Linked DNA regions of Hordeum vulgare: region 2 is linked to region 1. The links are chromatin contacts, called in public Hi-C maps. All regions are on one chromosome and are shown on one strand. Each heading gives the region's core, a stretch centred on a gene start, on an enhancer-like site or on the middle of the called end of the contact. The rest is flanking DNA. Distances are from core to core; before and after follow the strand shown. Region 1 holds the start of LOC123424917 (phosphatidylinositol 4-phosphate 5-kinase 6-like). Region 2 holds the start of LOC123424922 (ferredoxin-dependent glutamate synthase, chloroplastic).

Region 1 (3,989 bases), core at 631-3,130:
GGCCCTCGAGCACCCGTCTCCTTGCACGTTGGAACGGCCATTGCAGACGTGATTAAGTTCAGCGCATTAAGAAATGGGTCAAGACAAGATCGGGATCGGATGGATCACTTGCTTGCACGCACGACGGCCATGGCTATGTTATGTATGCCATCTTTTATTTATTCCAGGGGCGGTGCGGTGCAGGACATGAGGAACTACACCGGCCATTGTTTGTTCAGATTTGTTATTAGGTCGTCGATGCACTTTTGGTGGCACGGCGATGCTGCCGGTGGCGTCGGATTTTCTGCAGAAAAATCAGGTTGGAACGGGCAGGAGAAGGCCATGGCAAACCAGATCTTCTTTCGTCTTCTAACTTTCTTGGGAAGCCGGACTGGGTTCATCCGTGCCGTTAACGTGGCCATGTTTCGAGGGGTTTTGCTGATGCTTTGCGCAACCAGATCCAGGCCGCTTCAGCTTCACTGATTTAGAGCCATTGATCTCCAACGTACCACGGTAGCACTCCCGGGACCTGGGTGGCATGTCCTAAAGTCAGCTCAATCTTAAAACACATGTCCATCTTTAAATGGCAACGTAGGAGTACAAATACAGACTACTGCTACATGGCTCGCATGACAGTGGAACAACCACCGGCAGGGGCAGGGATCAGGGGCAGGACCAGCTCTGCCGCTCTCAACTCTCAAGAGAAAGAAGATGGCATGCATGTCTATCTATCTAGCAGGAGTATCTCCTGCTGATCCGCTTTATCAGATACTGTCACCTCTCTCTCTCTCTTTTCTCCCTCTGATCCGAAACCGACCTTCACACAAAGTGCTTGGCTTCAACTTTCAAGCAAGATTTGGGCTATGTGGTTTCAGGCATAATTGATTGGGTACCCTTTGATTAATGACCTGACCGACCGATGAACCGACTGGTTAGACCTAACAGTCAAGAGATTAGGACCATACATACATGGTAGCATGGTGCTAGGAGTGTAGGGCCGCAGATTGCCGGATGAGGCATTGACAGGGGAGGTTTATTACTCCTCCTAAACACTACTATAATTAGCAGCGGCTGAATGCACCAGCCAGCTAGGCCGGTCCTGCAGGTATGCTAGGTACAGAGACAAGGCACCACGCACCATGCACGAGTCACAGTCACGCACCCCCCAAATGGAGGCTGCAAGACAGAACAACTTTTATTTTCATTTCTTGAGCAACGACATGTCAAGTACTCTGGGAGGAGGAAGAGGTTGAATTGTCAAGTAAACTCGGATTCTTCTTTCTCTAATTTTAGAATGATGTTTAATCTCTGTAATAAAAACTGGTTCGTGTTGCACTGTTGGGCGTCCACGTCGTCAAGGGAATACGTCGTGCGTTTACTGCTGCTGATGGATATGGCTGAGCACTGTGCAATGGCAAACCTAGGAGAAAGACGTGGAGGCTCATGGGCAGACAAGCCCCTAAATCAAGCCACGGATTGGTTGATTAGTTGGCTAGCACGTACTGTATACTGTATGCTAACCAAACCAGAGGTTAGCTTAGCTTATTAGGGACAGCACTAGAACCCACGCATTAACCTAGCTAGCTAAGCTAAGTAGGCTAGATAGATACTCCTAGAGAGGAACAAAGACAAGCACCCGCACTAACCACCACAATAACCACCAACAAGACGGCCCTGTCTGCAAAATCATACGGAGTACCCCTACTACCACTGTAATCAAGGTTGCTAGATTTATTATGTAATCCGTTGGAATTTGACGAAGAAATTTGGTTAACCTAACGGTGAAATGAAACAGACAAAAACCAAGACCGGTTGAGGATGGGCGGAGGCCGTCACGGGGGCCATGGGATGGGAGTAGCGAGTTTGTGAGATGGGATGGGATGCTGCATCAAAAAGGGCAGAGGAAAACAAAGCGCAAAGAGAGACGGACTGACAGACAGACACCGCTTCCTTCCACCTCCCCTGTCTTCTTCCCTCTCCACCTCGCCCCCCCTTCCAAAGCGCATTTCTTTCCCTCTCGGCTCTCGCTTGCGTGCGTCTCCATTAACTCCTCGCTCGCCATTACCCGCCTCACGCCCCCAGCAATGCCGCCGTGGAGCGTGCGCGCGCGCGCGGTGCTAGCCTGCTAGATCCACCGCCGGGCGGAGGAAAGCCTGGTGAGGAGGGTGAGCTTGAAGGACGGCGGCGGCGGCGGGACGAGGAGGGAGAAGCGACGGGTGTGGTGGCAGGGAGAGGCGGGAGCGCCCAATGCACGAGCACACCCTGGCCAGGGCGTGGGAGGCGACGGTGCGCAAGGTGCAGCCGCATCCGCAGCCCGGGGGCAGGCGCCGGGTGGCCCCCATGCTGCCCGCCGACGACTCCGAGACGGCCTCCTCCTCGGCCTCCTCCTCCGCGGGCGTCGACGATGCCGACCACCACGGCCAGGAGGAGGAGGAGTACGTCGAGCGCGGCCTCCCCAACGGGGACTTCTACACGGGGCGGTGGCGCGCCGGCGCGCCGCACGGCGCCGGGAAGTACCTGTGGACGGACGGGTGCATGTACGAGGGGGAGTGGCGGAACGGCAAGGCCACGGGCCGGGGCAAGTTCTCCTGGCCCTCCGGCGCCACCTACGAGGGCGAGTTCAAGGACGGCTTCATGGACGGCCACGGCACCTACACCGGCGCCGCCGGGGACACCTACAAGGGGGCCTGGTCCATGAACCTCAAGCACGGCGACGGCAGGAAGAGCTACGCCAACGGCGACCAGTACGACGGCCACTGGCGCTCCGGCCTGCAGGACGGCGCCGGCCGCTACATCTGGCGCAACGGGACCGAGTACACCGGGGAGTGGCGGGCCGGGCTCATCCACGGCCGCGGCGAGCTCGCCTGGGCCAACGGCAACCGCTACGACGGCGGCTGGGAGGACGGCTGCCCGCGCGGCCAGGGCACCTTCCGATGGGCCGACGGCAGCGCCTACGTCGGCTTCTGGACGCGCGACGGCCCGGGTGGCATTGTCCAGCAGAAGGGCGTCTACTACCCGTCTCCTGCGGCGTCGTCCCCGACGGCGCGCGACCCCCGCGACGTGTTCGCGAGGGAATTGCCGGGGTTCACGGGCGGCGGCGGCGCCACCGAGTCCACGCCGCTGCAGCGGCCGCTCAACAATTCGGGCAACCGGACGGCCAATGGCCGGGCGAGCTCCGTGTCCGGGATGAGCAATTGCTCCGGCGGCGACCGGAAGTACGACAAGATTTGCATCTGGGAGTCGGACGGCGACATCACCTGCGACATTGTGGACGGGGCCGCCCTGGTGGACGACGCGCGGAGGAGCGTCAGGACGGAGGACGGCGCGGTGGGCGGGGACCTTCTGCCGCCGCCGTCCCCGGCGCCGCGCATCGCCAAGTGGGTGTCCCCGCGGCAGGCGAAGCAGCAGGGGGAGACCATCGTCAAGGGGCACAAGCACTACGAGCTCATGCTCAACTTGCAGCTCGGGATCAGGTTGGTTGTCTCGCTCATCTGCCTTCATTAGCGAGTAGAGTATGAATTATGAAGATTTTAGAACCCTGGTTCTGGAATCTGATCAACCGAAGAAATTTGCATTTGCTTTCAGTACCTTTGCCGATTTACAAGTCTGAATTAGGGGATACAGTAGTACCCTGTCAACAGTGAATTAGCAAAGAGTTTGCTTCGAATCATGCTATGGTTAGGAAATGAAAAAGTATTGTGGGTTTGGCCAATCCAATTTCGATACATGGCCAAGGCTTGTACCTTATGGATTCTCAATCAACATGACAGCCATTAGTCATTTTCTAATCCATGATAGTTAAGTTTATCTCTGCCTTAACAATGATGTGTTGCCACAGGCATGCAGTTGGGAAGCAAGGTCCGGTTACGCTTGAGCTGAAATCATCGGCGTTCGATCCCAAGGAAAAAGTGTGGACAAAGTTCCCTCAGGAAGGCTCGAAACACACTCCGCGGCACAATTCTTGCGACTTCAGATGGAAGGATTACTGCCCACAGGTGTTCCGGTTGGTC
Region 2 (3,566 bases), core at 1,021-3,520, 320 kb before region 1:
AGCAACCTCATTGGTTGTGCAAGAGGCCATCTAGGGCTTGTATTGGTACTGAATCTTCGATGATATATGGCAAAAGGAGATTTGTACAGTTCATTCTGAAGGTCCAAATAGAACTGCCCAAGAACCTCAGATCGAAGCATTCCCTTGTAAATGATAGTTCTACTTGACAAAGAGCAGAAATATAGTTCATCTGCCCAACTTGCAGATTTTGTAGCCCTCTCAATCAGCTTTCGGCAGATGTATAATTCTCTCTCTATGTCATCAGCGTCATCTTCTTTCGCAATTCTCACAAATATCTGGAGTATATTAGGCATTGTTTCTTTTGCATTGCGGCCTACCACTGATAGATTGAAAGGAACGGGTCTCCAGCCAAGAACCTCAAGGCCTTCATCTGTAAAAACCTTCTCAACAGCTGCAAAAATGAATAGACTCTTAGTAAGCTGTGTGTGTTGTGATACAGTAGAGCTGAAAAATCACATGTGTAATTTGACTGTCAATACAAAATAAATAAATTCCTTTTGGAAAGTTCTTATACCAAGGGCACAAACTTTTCCTGCAAAAAAACTTTCCAAGCATAGGTTTCAAGCACCACGATGGCATTGCAACCAAAGTATGGCAGCATTACGAGTCCGAAGAGATCGGACTCAGATTTACTAGGACATGCATCGCCAAGCAGAAATCTCGGACCATATAAAACTAGGAAGTGTCGCACTTTAAAGACAAAATCCCGGCAAAAAAGGAAGACAAGAAATTATCCACAATGTGGGCGGCGTATTGTGGTAAAGCATCAGAATCATTACCAGCTTTTGCTTCTTCCATGGAATTCTCGTTTTGTGGAAGGAAGACCATGCCTACACCTGTATGTGTTCTTTCAAAAGGAGCAAGCCCTTCCTTGCTGGCCCAGTCATCAAACAAGTCCCATGGTATGCCGCTCATCAATCCTGCCCCGTCACCAGAGTCGTTGTCGGCTCCACAGCCACCACGGTGCTCCATGCACCCAAGAGCTGTAAGAGCATCACGGACAACGTTGAACGAAGGCTCATTACTCAAGTTTGCGACAAACCCAACACCACAAGCTCCACGTTCTGCTAAGATATCGTTCAAATCCGCAGCCTGAAAAAAAAAAAGCAATTCCTAATGTCAAATATAAAGAACAGCACATATGGTTTATTACTCATGACTGTCACAGCTCACAGGTCAGAGCCCATTCAAACACATTCCAGAACGGTCATGGAGAATTGGTAGTACTTTCCAAATTCTCCACCTATGCATTACACAATGTCGTACTCCAGGAACTTGATCGTGATTAGTACCTACCACCACAGCTGTCACCTAACCTTTCATTAGCACGCACTTGTTTATTGCACCTGCATTCGCTGTGTTTTGTGCACTTGCCATACTATGTACTTTAAAAATCTCGTGAAAGTAACACCACATAACAAAAGCGATAGTATGCAAGTGCATCATCATGAGCTAGGTACCAAAAAATACTAGCACATGCAATGAACTAGGGAGTCAACATAGAACCTTATCACCCGATACAGTAGTCAGGACTCAGGAGATACCTGGGCTTGACTCCTGAATCCTGGTCTCGCCCAAATTTCCCAACGATTTTTTTTTTGCAATCAGAAACATATTACAGCGCAAAAGGCTATGATCCGTCAAAACAGACCATGACCCGTGACCTCGTATAAACAAACCAATCTGATAACCGCACCTTGCAATCCGAACCTAGGAAAACCCCAACCCTCGAAACCAAACCCAATCGCGAGACGAGCACCTGATCGGCGGGTGGGGAAGCAAAGCGAACATACCTCCTGCACGGGCTTCTGCGGCGCCCGGCGGCGCGGCAGGTCGAGCACGGCGCGGGCGGAGACGGCCCAGCTCCGGCGCGTGGCCGCGAGCGCGGGCGTGCGGGCCCCTCTGGCCCGGAGCCTGCGGGCGGCGGCGCGGCCCGCGAGGAGCAGCGGCGCGGCGCGCGGGAGCGGGAGCAGCGCCGGCGGCGGCGCCACCGCGCGCGGGAGCGTGGCGGCCATGATCCGGTCAGGTCACGCGCGACGCGAGAGAGCGAGTCGTCGTTCCCCCCTACCGGAACTTCTAGCTAGATATCAGCACCACCACCACCACCACCACCACCGCGACCACCACTACACGCGGCTGCGGGGGCGCGCGGCAGCGAGGTAGATATAGGAGGGGCCGGCGCTCGCGTGGTGGGGAGGGAATGCGGAAGCGGACAAGGCCGGGATCGTGTGGAAGAGGAGAGGATAGGGCGCGGGGAGGCGAGGGGAGGGGAGGGGGAGAGGGGTGGGTGGGTGATGGGGGGTGGTGCGGAGGGGAGGAGAGGAGGGGAGTAGTTTATAGACGGCGACGAGCGAGCGCGGGCCGGCTTGCTTGCTGCTGCGCCTCTCGGGCGCACGGAGAGGCGAGCGACGGGCAGGCGCAGGGAACCGCGACCGGGCGGATGGATCAGGAAAGGGGCCGCTGGGCGAACGGGAGGGCGAGGAGGGGGGTGGCCGCGGTTGGGTTTGTGTGGTTTTTAAAACCGGGGTGGGGCTTGCGGCGGCTTTTGGTGGGGCCTCTGGATGGGGGGAGGGGAGGTGGCTGGGATTTTGGACCGGGGTTTAGGGGTTTTGACGTTTTGTAGAGGGGTGATTATTGGGGAGACGGATGGGGGCGGTGGACCGCAGCGTGGTTCATGTGTTGCTCGTCATGGGAGATCCAAGAATGACACGAAGTACTGTGGACGGGGCCACGGCGTGTTCTGTGTTGGGCCACTTTGTTTGGTTATTTTTGGGCGGTTGGATGAGGAATGCATTTGCCAGTGTTTTTAAGGGACGCGTACTTGAATGTGTGTTATGTTTTTGTTTATTTATTATACTCCCTCTGTCCATGAATAATACCCCTTCGTTCGGAATTACATGTCGCATAAATAGATAAAATATAATGTATTTAAAACTAGAATGCATCTAGATACATTCATTTTCATGACAAGTATTTCTAGACAGAGGGAGTAGTAGTTAAAAAAATAAACTAGTTCTCCTCGACTACAATTATTTAGATACAGAGAAAGTATTAATTTATTATATGTAAATATGCTAAGATTTTATTACGGATAGACATGTTATGATTTGTTTGCCTTTATTGTGTTTCTAACGAATGTGTATGTAAATGTGTTATGATTTGATTTTAGGAATCAAATGAAAATTGTGCATGTGTGAGCGTCACATCATATGAATTATTTGTGACGGTCAAATTTAACCCACACCAACCATCACATGCATACACATTAAACATGAAAAACGGGACCTTCGCTAAGCTTTGGGCCTATCTATGGAAATGCGAGATTTTATTACTCTAGTAGAGTGTTGGATCAGCTAATACTGGATGTGAAACAAGTTCGGCCCCTATGTCCAAATCTTGCACGTTCTCTAAAGCAATTGCAGCCATGTTTTGCTCTCTACCGGTCTTTTGGAAAAGCGAGCACATGAATACCGTAATATGTCTAATTCCATCGAGAAGGTTGACGAAATGCGCCCTTTTATTTTATATTGCATGATATGGAGTTG

The links. A called contact is a pair of places that touch in the nucleus more often than the background predicts.
Region 2: a contact with region 1 is called in a Hi-C map of leaf, with 3 times the contacts expected there. The contact joins the promoter of LOC123424922 here to the promoter of LOC123424917 in region 1. A contact is called at or near these places in 2 of 6 Hi-C or Micro-C datasets (leaf and seedling).

What each region holds. Positions count from the first base shown.
Region 1 is chr2H:56,498,984-56,502,972 of MorexV3_pseudomolecules_assembly, reverse strand. It overlaps LOC123424917 (phosphatidylinositol 4-phosphate 5-kinase 6-like), which reads left to right and starts at 1,880. Exons shown (of 8, transcript XM_045108603.1): 1 at 1,880-3,452; 2 at 3,818-3,982. The coding sequence starts at 2,227.
Region 2 is chr2H:56,819,187-56,822,752 of MorexV3_pseudomolecules_assembly, reverse strand. It overlaps LOC123424922 (ferredoxin-dependent glutamate synthase, chloroplastic), which reads right to left and starts at 2,270. Exons shown (of 33, transcript XM_045108608.1): 1 at 1,815-2,270; 2 at 801-1,113; 3 at 1-412. The coding sequence starts at 2,036.